Regions from separate parts of the Gossypium hirsutum genome. Here region 2 is linked to region 1. The links are chromatin contacts, called in public Hi-C maps. All regions are on one chromosome and are shown on one strand. Each heading gives the region's core, a stretch centred on a gene start, on an enhancer-like site or on the middle of the called end of the contact. The rest is flanking DNA. Distances are from core to core; before and after follow the strand shown. Region 1 holds the start of LOC107897018 (retinoblastoma-related protein). Region 2 holds the start of LOC107962221 (probable chalcone--flavonone isomerase 3).

What was found. Hi-C and Micro-C count contacts between places; a contact is called where the count stands out from the background.
Region 2: a contact with region 1 is called in a Hi-C map of leaf, with 2.6 times the contacts expected there. The contact joins the promoter of LOC107962221 here to the promoter of LOC107897018 in region 1. A contact is called at or near these places in 2 of 34 Hi-C or Micro-C datasets (both in leaf).

What each region holds. Positions count from the first base shown.
Region 1 is chrA05:108,784,394-108,791,557 of Gossypium_hirsutum_v2.1, forward strand. LOC107897018 (retinoblastoma-related protein) reads left to right here and starts at 1,592. Exons shown (of 19, transcript XM_016822349.2): 1 at 1,592-1,876; 2 at 2,184-2,281; 3 at 2,370-2,474; 4 at 2,594-2,736; 5 at 2,825-2,921; 6 at 3,042-3,088; 7 at 3,787-3,985; 8 at 4,293-4,359; 9 at 4,581-4,763; 10 at 4,849-5,042; 11 at 5,143-6,034; 12 at 6,213-6,363; 13 at 6,453-6,525; 14 at 6,773-6,949; 1 more. The coding sequence starts at 2,198.
Region 2 is chrA05:109,523,992-109,530,649 of Gossypium_hirsutum_v2.1, forward strand. LOC107962221 (probable chalcone--flavonone isomerase 3) reads left to right here and starts at 4,845. Exons shown (of 5, transcript NM_001327724.1): 1 at 4,845-4,895; 2 at 4,990-5,073; 3 at 5,288-5,443; 4 at 5,540-5,766; 5 at 5,862-6,205. The coding sequence starts at 4,895. The coding sequence ends at 6,023.

The sequences.
Region 1 (7,164 bases), core at 342-2,841:
TTACAAAATTAGTTATATTAATTTTATAATGAAAATATATACTGTCATAATTTTATGATGTCACAAACAGTTTTTTTTACCTTATTTTATAATATATATTAGTTTTTTAACCGTGCAATGAATTCATTCAATTTAGCCTTTTTTTCTTTTTTGTTCGACAAATCCTAACTTGATATTGTTTCAAAAATATTCTTTTCCTTTTTTTTTTAAGTTACAACTTTCATTTTGGGGTGTGCACTTTTGTTTTCTTCTTATAGCTTTTTTTTTCTAGATAAAAATGTTTACCTACACCACGTAAAAAAACCATCATCAATATCAGAAGGCTTAGAAATTGATTCTCAACTTTTATGCAGAGGTACACAAATCATGTTATTAGCACTGTTCCCTCATTCTTATTGACATAACACATGAATGAGAAGTTTACAGCTATAGTGTTCCCTAGCTTGGCCATCGGTAATTTATCATGAAGAAAGCAACAATCAAGTTGGTGGAATCCAAAAACTAAGCAAAAACTGGAAACTCAGAATCCCACTAAAATCCAGTATTTTTGGTAAGGAGAAAACAAGCAAACCATAGAAGGATTGGCATTGTAAACTATACTGTAGAGGAACCAAAAACAAAATTTAATCCAACATGCATGATGATTTTGAGGTTCTGGTTTTTCCAAATCCATGTTGGAATACATTTTTCATAAAAATATTCAGCATCAAAACTCTGGCTCCCAACAGTAAGTCACAGAACTGTAGGAGAAGATGCGCCACCTTAGCTCCAGTCTCTGGAGGAGGAAACAAATCAATCCACCTTTTGCAAGCAACAATGCCAGAGGTGCTAGGATGGTCCTCCCGTTGGCAATACCTATCTAGTTCATGTTGTTCCTGAAATTAGTTGTACTAAACTAAATAATAGAAGATAATGTGCTTTAATATATTCGAACCTGCATCCTTTTACATTGGTAACAATGTTCATACCAATCGAGTTAAGATACAAAAACTCTTTTAAGAGATAAATGATTGGTTATGAAATGTATTTTATTCTTTTGAACAGAGATCGAATCTTTAATATCATAATTAAAGGATAAAATAAGTAACGACTACACTACATTTTATAATTTAGACGAGTTGGATGGTTTAAACTATTATGAAAATCTACATAAAATGGTGTACGCTTATAATGTAAGGTGTAAGGCCTTACGTGCCTAAGCATCAGTGACGTGGTCCTACAGAAAGGTCTCTGTGGATGCACTCATCCTAACATTTCACTCACATAAAACGACACAACTTCTTACCGCTAAACGACACTATAAAAAAAACCCTTTCAGTGGGCCCCATACTCACACGAGTCTACCGACACTATCTCTGCCCCATTTTCAAGACTCCGACAACAGCTCGGCCCGACTCACCAACTCTCCGTTAAATTCACCGTGACGGAGAAAACGCGAATCCTTTACCGATCTTTTCCAAAGCGGGAATCTCCGTTACGGCTAGATGTTAAAGGATTTTGGCGGTAAAATCCAATGGCGGCAACAGTACGCGTCAAAAAATAATTGGCTAGCTATGAATGTCATGTGCATGGTGCATGTCCATCATGATGTTATGTTGGTTAATTTTCCCGCGCTAAAGAGCGAAAGATCCTTCATTGATAGGGTTTTCCACAAAAAGAAGCCCAAGGTTAAAAAGAGAGAAAATATATAAGAAAAAAAGGGGAAATCTTAGGATTCTTGTTCCTAATCCAAATTATTAAAGAACGATTTTTTCCCTTTTTATTTCTTCTCGATCCCTTAAAACGCTATGTTTTGGGCGGGGAATTTGAAGCTAGGGTTTCTGGTTTGCTGGATCGTTAGATCCGAGATCTCAACCTAATTTCAAGCCTAAATTTTGTAAGGTTTCTTTGAATATTGTTTTATTTTTTTCAACTTTTTGCTTTTCACTCTTGAAAAGTAGTTCGCCATTTCCAGAAGTATAAATGATTTTTTTACTGATTATTACTTTTTCATTGTATAGTAATAGCTAAAAATTTTGAAATGTTGGCATAAACTTTTATTTTGAGGCGGAGGTTTAAGTTGCTGTTATGAATCTATAGATTTAGCTAGTTTAGTCTTGTATATGCTGATTAAGAGTAAAATTGTTGGAGAGATTTAAATCCTGAACTTTTCTGAAATTGATAACTTTGAGATCCACTGCTAGGGTTATTAATAAATATGGAAGACATGAAGCCTTCAGTTGCAACTTCTGGTGGCACAGATGCTGATGCCGTTGAAGCTAGATTCAATGCTTTGTGCAAGGTAGTGATTTGTTCTTTCCAGTAATATTATTTCAAGTATTTCTTTTTTCTTTTTGTGTTTTTTAGTGTTATGTTTTCCTGATTTCCAGAATGGGTTATCTTTGGATGAGAAAGCTTGTTCAAATGCTATGAAGCTATTCAAAGAAACAAAACACCTTTTAACGTCAAATGTTTCCTCAATTGGGAGCGGAACGGTAGATTATTATTATTATTATTATTATTATTATTATTATTTTAACTTCCTTTTATATGAAAATTACGAAAGGGAATTGCTTTCTAATTAACTAACTTTGTTGCATTTATTCTGGATTAGCTGGAAGAAGCAGAGCGATTTTGGTTTTCATTTGTCTTATATTCGCTCAAGCAGCTGAGTGAAAAGGTTGGAGAAAATACGCAACAAGAGTCTGATGAAAGTGGGTTTTCGTTTTGCCAGATATTGAGAGCTACGAAGCTGAAGTATGATACTGTTAATTTTGTGTATGTAAGGGTAACTTTTGCGATCAATAACCATTTCAATGATAGTGAGTTTATTTTATTTTTGCAGTATCGTGGATTTTTTTAAGGAGTTGCCTCAGTTTGTGGTAAAAGCTGGTCCCGTTTTACGTAACATGTATGGGGAAGATTGGGAGACTCGACTTGAGGTATTGAAAGAATATAGATTTATGTTTCCGCTTGTTTTCCATTATGTCTATATTTTTTAAAAATTGTACGGCCATGTCACTTCGATCTGACTATCTGCTTATGGTACTTATATCAATTAGGGTAAGGAGATGCAGGCCAATTTTGTGTACTTGAGCCTTTTAAGCAAGTAGGTACCCTTCTTTTATAACCTAGGTTATAAAGATGATATGTGCAAATAGCTTTGTAATTGTATTAGCATTTCTCCCCTAATCTTTAATATGACTACAATGTGCTAAAATTGATGGGTTAGTTTTAAATGCACGAAGTCACACTAGTGAAAAAGGTATATTGCTTTTGGTTTGTCAACTTATGTTCTATAAGGGTTAGAATTGCTTACTTTCATATTTCGTCTTGAACCTTTCCAGAAATTTGCAGGAGGCCTAATTGTTGTGGTTTTATCAAGTATTTATCCTCCATAAAGCAAAAAATTTGTGTTGGGGGGGGGATGTACTGTGCAGGATGTGCATATCAAAGATGTTGGAAAATAAAATACAATAATGTTGTTATACATCCATACATGTGCCATAATTATAAAAGTAACTGGTCATGTGCCCTTGTTTATGCCATGTTTTGACTGTTGTCTTCTCCAGATGGATGATAAAATTAAAGTTAAGATAGTGATATAAATATGAAATTCTCACTTACGCAGATTGCAGAATTATATTTGAAATAATATATTACACAATTTGTATCGCGCATGCTATAAATTTTGTTTTCTTTGAGCAGCTGTATCCTCAAAACCTCAATTTTGTGGTTACTTTGTATAATTTTCCATTTTGTGAAGTAAATAACATCTGCATCTTGCTGTTTTGATGGTATTAAAAGCTCATACAAGCGTGCATTTTGGGAACTCTTCTTGACAAGTGATGCAAATATTGACAAGCAGCAAAATGCTACCAGTTCGCCAGATTATATATCAGAGTGTCATCGATTTGGATGGTTACTGTTTTTGGCACTCCGCGTGCACGCATTCAGTCGTTTTAAAGACCTAGTGACTTGTGCAAACGGTTTTGTTTCTATACTGGTCAGTTACGCATTTCTGTTGCTTTATTACTAATTGATTTAGGTAGACACTTGGTTTTACTATGGAATAACATGTCATCTCTTTCTTCTGGTCAAACATGTTCTGATATTATTCATATATATAATGGATTAATTTAATAATTATCAAATGGAATGCAAAGGTAGAGAGTTACAATTAAATGTGCTTCAAAAGAGTCAACTCAACTATGCTGTTGTCTTTGATGCACTCTATCCTTGTACATTCGTAGCACATTGAGCCACAATGGAGAGTTTAATGTTTTCTTACTATTTAATGTGATTGTGGACAGGCTATCTTGATTATACATGTTCCTGTTCGCTTCAGAAACTTCAAGATCAATGACTCTCCACATTTTGGTAATTATCTGCTCTTCATGGCTGTCAAATTTTTAGATCTATCCTTTTCAATAAAGAGATTACAATTGTGATTCTTCTTTGGTCTTTATCTTTTATTCTGTCCAGTATTCTTCACTGTTGTTCCGTCCTTGCTCATTTACATTCTTTTTATTTTCCTTTCCTGGTGGGGGTAAAAATTTGGCGTTCCTCATTGTTGACTTCTTTGACATGCAATCATTCAGTTAAGAAAGGTGACAAAGGTGTTGTCGACTTGCTTGCATCACTTTGCAACATGTATGATGCTTCAGAAGATGATTTGAGGAAAACAATGGAGATGGCCAATAAGTTAATAGAGGACATATTGAAAAAAAAGCCATGTCCAGCAGCTGAGTGCAAAACTGAAACACTGGAAAATATTGATACTGGTTCGTCACATAAGTCATGAATGCTATTTTGGCAGCATGCTTGCGTCTGTTTTGCTTCTAATTTACTTGATCTTCTTTCATGCAGATAGCTTGATCTATTTTGAAGGTTTAATGGAGGAAAAATCTCTTTCATCCAGTTTAAATATTTTAGAGAAGGATTACGATGATGCAATATGTAATAAAGGTGATTTGGATGAGAGAGTGTTTGTAAACGATGAAGATAATTTACTTGGGTTAGGGAGCTTTTCTGGAGGGGCCATGAATGTTACTGGTATCAAGGTCTGTTTCAAATTTGAGAAAATGCATTCTACTTTTTTAGTTTTTATGCTTTACTTAGTGGTCAGTTTATTCAAGAAAGCATTTATTCTGTTTTGAGTAGAGGAAATTTGATTCAGTAGCTTCACCAACAAAGTCGATTTCAAGCCCGCTGTCTCCTCAACGCCCTCCTGCATCTCATGCAAATGGTGTCCTTGGGCCACCAAATGCGAAGATGGCAGCTACACCTGTCAGCGCTGCAATGACAACTGCGAAATGGCTTCGTTCTGTTATTTGTCCTCTTCCTTCAAAACCTTCAGCTGAGTTGCAGCGTTTTTTATCATCTTGTGATAAAGATGTTACCAATGATGTGATCTGTAGGGCGCATATAATTTTGGAGGCAATATTTCCTAGAAATCAAGTGTGTAGTGTAACTGGAAGCCTTCAGAGTGTAAACCTGATGGATAACATATGGATGGAACAACGAAGACTGGAGGCACTTAAGTTGTACTATAGGGTTTTGGAAGCTATGTGTACTGCCGAGGCCCAAATATTACATGCACCTAATTTGACCTCTTTATTAACTAATGAGAGGTTTCACAGATGTATGCTTGCTTGTTCTGCTGAACTAGTACTGGCGACACATAAGACTGCCACAATGTTGTTTCCTACAGTACTTGAGAGAACTGGTATTACAGCCTTTGATTTGAGCAAGGTGATAGAGAGTTTTATTAGACATGAGGAGTCTCTACCAAGAGAACTGAGGCGGCATCTAAATTCTCTGGAAGAGAGGCTTTTGGAGAGCATGGTGTGGGATAAAGGTTCCTCAATGTACAATTCTTTGATAGTTGCAAAACCTGCCCTATCTGCTGAAATAAATCATCTTGGCTTATTGGCAGAACCAATGCCTCCTTTGGATGCAATTGCGACACATGTGAACTTTGGAAGTACACCTCCAGTGCCTTCTTTGCAGAAACACGAAACATCAACGGGTAATGCTGGTAGCTTAATCTCAGGTATGTAACATTGGTAGCTTAATTTTAGCTGGTATATTTTCAGATGGGGAAAACTTTGTGACGAGTATGCCAATTTTCTTGTTTAATGCAGTAACGTGTTAATAGATTTTATTGTTGTTCTTTCTCACAATGTATTCTATCCTGAACTTAATTTACATTGTCATGTTACTTTTGTCAGGTCAAAATGGGGATGTCAGGTCTCCCATGAGACCTTGCACGGAGTTGAGGAGTGTGTTGGTTGAACGGAATGCTTTTACATCACCAGTGAAGGATCGTCTATTAGCATTGAACAACCTTAAGAAGGCTCCTTTGCAATCTGCATTTGCCAGGTATTGTAGGGTGCAAGTTCTAGGGAAGTAGAGACCTGTACTAATTGCACTGGCTAACTGCATTTTCTTTTTGGGTACTCTTTTTGTAGTCCGACACGTCCTAACCCTGGTGGTGGAGGAGAAACATGTGCGGAAACAGGAATAAGTATATTTTTTGGCAAGGTATCAAACCATGAGATGAATTAGACCTTTTTTATGAAACCATGGTGTACCTTCGTACGCTTTTACTGGTTCAAAAATTTAGCCTCCTAGTACTTGATTATAAAATGTAAATCTACTGCAATATAATTTTCTTGTGGCAAAGTGCCCACAAGTACTTACTATTGAATTTAATTTAAATTCAGTGGTTGTCATCTACTACATGTCTTACATTTTGCTTCTTTTTTTTTTTTCTTTTTGCACCGCCCAGATTAATAAGTTGGCTGCTGTCCGGATTAATGGTATGGTTGAGAGGCTACAACTGTCTCAACAGATAAGGGAGAGTGTGTATTCTCTTTTCCAAAAAATACTTAACCAGAGGACTTCTTTGTTCTTTAACCGTCATATTGACCAGATCATCCTTTGTTGTTTCTATGTAGTTGCGAAGGTCTGTGCTTCTTATGAGATCATTTTAGCCGCAGTTAAATTTATCTGCACTATTTCCTCTTACTTCCTGAACGAATGACTTGCAGATTTCTCAGTTGCGCCTAACTTTCAAAGAAATTATTTGCAACTATAGGAAGCAACCACAATGTAAGCCACAGGTTTTCCAAAGTGTATTTGTTGACAGGTCATCTGCACGAAGAAATGGGGTACGATATC
Region 2 (6,658 bases), core at 3,595-6,094, 740 kb after region 1:
CTACCAAAAGGGAAGAAGGCGATTGGTTGCAAATTTGAAGACACTATTGAAGTTAGTGTTATGAGAAGATGTTCGAAGATGTGGAATATCGCCAAGGTGGAGATTTGTTGAATATTGGCAATATCCCACATTAGGAAAAGATAGAAAGGGAGGGGGTTTGGTTTGTTATATATAGAACCCCTCCCCCTTTGGTTGTATCATCCCTAAATCTTCTCCTTTGTAATATTTCTAGAAGAAATATTGATTTGGTAGTGTCCGAGGACGTAAGCTAAATTGGCCGAACCTCGTTAAATCTCTGGTATTTTATTTCTTATTTGTTTGCTTTTATTTAATAGCTTTATGTTGGTTATATTTATTTAGTTATTATTGCTATAAATATCTAAGTGAGTTCTGTCTAGTTGTTGGGTTTTAAGCGGGACCATTGTGACCCCTCCAATTTAACTGGGAATTTTCTTAGTATAATTGTTGGCATAATAATTATCTAAATATTTCTGATAATATTGTTATTAATATTATCGTCGCTTCCGCAACATTCCCATCATCCACAAAGAGCTAATAAAGACTTGTGTGCTCCGTTAAACGTCTTGACGATTTGAAAGGGAAGGTTTTATCTTCGACGTCTTCTATTCCTTTGTACTCTATGCAAACAACCTTACTTCCGGCTTCTGTTTGTGATGAATTGGGTAGGCTCAATCGCAATTTTCTTTGGGGAGAGTCAACAGATTATTCTCATAAGTCTGTCGTACGAAAGTGAGTGGGGGTCTTGGACCGCGTAAAGCTCGCTTAAACAAGATGGCCATGCTTGTTAAATCTAGTTGGAGGATTTTCTTTGGTGTCATGTATTCTGGTCAAAATATTTGGCCAATCAATTTTGAAAAAGTAATAAAATAAAATATATTTAAGATTAAAAAAATAAAAAAGAAGAAAATTCATAAAATTTAAAAATTAAAAAAACTTAGAAATTCAGAAAGCAAAAATTGACCAGTCAGTGTCAATAGTAAATTTTTTGAATTTTTCCATTTGTTTTCAATTTATTTTAATTTTTAATTTATTTTGTAATTTTCTAAAATTTTAATTATATTTTAATTTATTAAGCCTAAATCATTTTAACACTGTCAATCTTATACAACATGATTATATTACGTATAATATATGAAAAATAATCAAAACAAGGCTTAATCTTGGGGTGAGCATAATTTTGATAATCAAAATAATCAGTTAAGCGAATTTCAAGCATTGTTAGACATTATAAATGAAGAAGAATGAAAAAGGAAAGAAAAAAAAATAGAAATATATATAGAGAGAGAGAATGAGAGAGAGAAATGATGTAAAAGAAAATAAGAGAATAAAAATTGTTTCTTAAAGTTTATATGGTAATTTAATCAGTTGAATTTTAATGAATATAATATTTTGGTGTAAAATGGCAATAAAAAAATAATTTGGGTATCACTTGTGATAAAAAAAAATTGGTATCAACTTGAAAAAAATGGTATAATTTAGGTATGAATTTGTGGGTTAAGTTTTTTCTTTTTAAATATATTTTTAACCAGGGGCAAAGCAGAACAAATTTTTAGGGGGGCTGAATGAAATTTTAATTTTTTATAGTCTATATCTTTATAATTTTTAAAGGATTAAATCGAATTTTTATAATTTTAGGGAGGCTAAAGTACAATTTTACCTTTACTAATTTAAAATTTTAAAAAACTTTCAAGGGCCTAAATAGAAATTTTTCATTTTAGGGGGGCTAGGGACCCATTTGGTATGAATAGTTTATCAGTCTGGGCATGTATGTTCTTATTTGGACATATTGTTTGGGCTACAGGATTTATGTTCTTAATTTCTTGGGGTGGATATTGGCAAGAATTGATTGAAACTTTAACATGGGCTCATGAACGCACATCTTTAGCTAATTTGATTCGATGGAGAGATAAACCAGTGGCTGTTTCTATTGTGCAGGCAAGATTGGTTGGATTAGCCCACTTTTTTGTAGGTTATAGATTTGTTTATGCGGCTTTCTTGATTGCCTCTAGATCGGGCAAATTTGGTTAATTCCTTTTGCTAGCCTCCTGTATCCCCCCTACTTTTAACGGTTTGATTAACGAAGATACTAATTTAAAAGAAAAAGTAATTTAGGTACCACTTATTTTTTTATATATATATAGATACATATATACATATATCACCAAAATGACACACACCCATCCACATGTAAAATATAAATTTTAAAAATTTTAAAAATCATATAAATATATGATACCTTAAATACATTTATTGAATTAAAATTTAATAATAACACACAAATATACTATTTTTTCTTTTTTGGTTAAATTTGCTATTAGTTTCTATATTTCGTGAAAGCTATGAATTTAGTCCTTGTATTTTAACTTAATCATTTTTAGTCTCTATATTTTTAAATCTATTTATTTTAGTTCCTATACTTTTCAAAATTTGAAATTTTAGTCCTAACCCCCACAATAGTAGTTAAATCATTTGATTAAATTCAATTACTAGTCATGTACTTTATATGCAATTGTAGATTTAGTTCATATTCTCTATTGGACCATTATAAGCCCCTATACTTTTTGAATTTTGAAATTTCCACCTTGACACAAATGACAATCATTAATCCATTAATTTGATTTTTAGTGAGTAATATGTGGAAATAATATGTTGGGATGATATTACACATATGATAGTATGTTTGCCGCATTAGATTTTGGAAATAACATAACTAACTTAATGAATTTAAAGTTATCATTTGGTGAGTACTGGAATTTTAAACTTTAAAAAGTACAAGGACTAAAAATGACCATTCAAGTATAAAGACTAAATCCACAACTTTTGTAAAGTACAAGGGCAAATAGAAAAAAAAATACATTTTTTTTCTTTCCATTTTTTGGGGTTAAATCACTTTTTGGGACCTAAACTTGATAATTATTCGCACATTGAAATTTGAACTTTTTTTGTCTAAGTTAGTCTCTGAATTCGGCAATTGTTCCCACATTGGAGCTTGAATTTTTTTTTAAGTTACTCCATGAACTTGGCAATTATTTTCAAATTAGGGTTTAAACTTTTTTTAGTCCACGTTAATCCTTAATATTTCCTTAAAAAGGCTAAAACTCAGGTTCCAATATGAAAACACTTACCAAATTTAGAAATTAACTTAAACCCAAAAACTCAAACTCCAATATAAAAATTATTATAAAATTCAAATCCTAAATAGTGATTTAACGAATTTTTTGGAGTTTTCCTTTTCCACAAAAGGCAAATGAAATTATCTTTTAAAAATAAATGAGGTCTTCCATGAATCCACAATTCAGATTAAGATATCCCGGTGGGTAGCTTTTATAAGAGACAAAAACATTTACCCCACTAACAAATTATTGTTTTAGGGTGAGTTTGGTTGGGAGGTGGGTATATTTACTTTACTTTTTGCTTCACGCTATAATGTTGCTACAGTATCTAATCTCACCGTCACCGCTGTTTTTACACTAAACGCAGTTAAACGCACCGCCCATCCAAACTCACCCTTACTGTTGAAATATGTTTCAAGTCTTTATATTTTTTTTGTACATTTAAATTTTAGTTTTTTTTTATATTTTATGAAATTTAATCTTTTTATTTTTTAAATTTTAAAATTTAGGTCAATATTGTTAACATTTATCTATTAAAGTTTGTTTTATTTCAAAATGTCATATCAATGTATTTAATAAAAAAAATTTAACAGTGTTGACTATTGAATCTGAATTTTGAAATATAAAAAAGTAAAATAACTAAACTCCTAAAAATAAAAATAAAGAGACTAAATTTCAAATGTACAAAAAAATCACAAGAGTACGGAAATTAAGTACATGTTTAACCTTGTTTGAGGTGATAGCAACTTCCTCTTATAAAGATAAAATAAATAAATTCAAAAATTACCAAATACATTTGTTGAAAAAAATCATATTTAAATACTCCGGAGTTGATAGTTTAATCTAAGCCTTTTAGAAAAAAATCGACTATTGAACTTATTAGACCATCGATTTTTGATTCAATCAGTTCGATTTGTTCGTCTAATTCGATTGAATAAATTATTAAAAATACTAAGAAAATAGAGAAAATCAATTCAACCGATTTGATTGCCAATTTAACTGATCTAACCAATTCACAAGTCAACCGATCTAATCTTTTATTTCAAATCAATATTTTTGGCCGATCCAATTCCGAAAAGAGTAGATTAATCTAAAAGTAAACGATTAGTTGAAGATGGCCTGAATCTTAAAAGAAAATATGTGCTACACAGTTCCTCATAGAGACACTCACATTAATAATATTAGAGGAATATTAGTGATTGGGGTATGAGACAGAAGCCTAAGGTAAAGGCTTTTTCTTGATGGGTGATTGATTCTTACAGGCTGCCTGTGCTGGACCTACTTTGATGATCTAAAATGTAAATGTAAGATAAGGGGGGTAGGTAAAATGAAAGGTTGTTAGCACTTCAATCACGTGGGTTCACTAATGCCCTCAATATCAAAGCCTCAAATCCACCCAATAATATGACAAAGGCAGCAAAACAGACAAGTCTGCTAAACTCTGTTTATGCTTAAACCAAATCAAAGCAATCACCCAGAATTCATAAATCCTATCTTCCTGCAAGTCAAATGGGGGAAAATTAGATGAATCACAAATGACAAGCCCTTAACTTACCTACCAACCACCATCTGCCCATCCAGGAGGCCCCAAGTCTTAGTCTTTGTGCTATGTTGAAATGCTGATGTCCTATGTCTATGCCATTTATGCTTTGATATAAAAGGCATCACCACTCTTTAATTTCTCATTTCACTTACAAACTCAACCATCTTTGCCCTTTCATTGCTTCCTTGCCTGCCTTAAACCTCCTTCAAGCATAGCCAGTAAGTGGTTTTATCTTTCAATCTTAATGGTGCTTTGGTTTTTAGTTTACCATCTATTTTTTCTTAATTCAAATGTATTTTTTGGGTGTTTCAGTGACTACTGAAATGGTAATGGTTGATGAAGTCCCTTTTCCTCCACAAATCACAACTACCAAGCCACTATCTCTTTTGGGTCATGGTAAGCTTTTTTTTTTTTTTTCATACTATGTTTCGTATAATTACACAAATTAATCGAGTTAAACTCTATGTTTTTAGATCGAAACTCACTGTGTTAAACTTCAACTATATATGTTTTTCATGATCCTTAACGTGAAAACTAGTCCTAGTCTCTTTTCCTTCAATCACTACGTTTAGACCCTAAAATCTAATTTCACTTTGTGGGGCTGGGACAGGAATTACCGACATTGAGATTCACTTTTTGCAAATCAAGTTCACAGCAATTGGGGTTTACCTTGAACCAGAAGTTGTAGGACATTTGCAACAATGGAAGGGGAAGCCTGGGAACGTGCTAGCTGAAGATGATGACTTCTTCGAGGCTCTTATTAATGGTACAAACAACCAATTCCCATAATTCATTCTTCAAAGTTGTAAGAACTATCATAGTTACAATGTGATTTATAAACAACTATAATCACAACCTGCAGCTCCAGTGGAGAAGTTTCTGAGAGTTGTGGTGATTAAGGAGATCAAAGGTTCCCAATATGGAGTGCAGCTAGAGAGTGCTGTGAGGGACCGATTGGCAGCTGACGACAAATACGAAGAGGAAGAGGAAGAAGCCTTGGAAAAAGTTGTTGAATTCTTCCAGTCTAAATATTTCAAGAAGGATTCAGTCATCACTTACCATTTTCCAGCAAATTCAGCCACTGCTGAGGTATATTTTGAGTCCATAAGAAAAACCATTCATTCATTCATTCATTCATGTTTTAATATGATAGTTTTTGTGTATGTGTGGATGTGCTCAAACAGATTGCATTCACGACGGAGGGAAAGGAGGAAGCAAAAATCAAAGTAGAGAATGCGAATGTGGTCGAGATGATCAAGAAATGGTACTTAGGAGGAACAAGGGGAGTGTCTGCAACTACCATTTCCTCCTTAGCTAATACCCTCTCCGCTGAGCTTTGCAAATGAACCTATGCTGTTTTGTTACCAAGTCTTTCCTACTAAGAACCATCCTGTTTGTTGTGCTTTCTCTTCCAATAAATTATGATATCATTGGAGTTTTCGCTTATTTACAAATCCATTTCCTTCACTCCCATGATTGAGTGAAGCCCAAAAATGAAAATGCCAGACAATTTGCTTTCATGTTTTCAGATGTGCTTCATTGCCTATAAAAGCAACCGCATTGCACAACTACAATCATAACTCCTATAACTCACCCAAAAAGAAACGATCTCTTCTTATACGCAAATAAAGTTGTTTTAGAAGCAACACATTAACAAGTGTGTTAAGAGATGTGCTGAAGCGACGCTTCTGCTTGAACTAAATATAAGAACCAATGATTAACCATGCTCATGCGGGTTGTGTTCTATTTAAATACTAAAATTTGGGGAATAAACAGTTCTAATCCACTAAGACTTTAGTGGAAAAGTTTTATTCTAACTGAAACTCTGATGAAAGAGTTTTACTTCAACCCAAACTTTCAACAAGTTTACTTTAATTCAGATTCTTCGAATTAAGACTCTTACGGTATGTTTACTTTGTCATAATGGAATGTTATTATGTGAGAATGGAATAGAGTTATAATTGTATAGGACGAATATTTC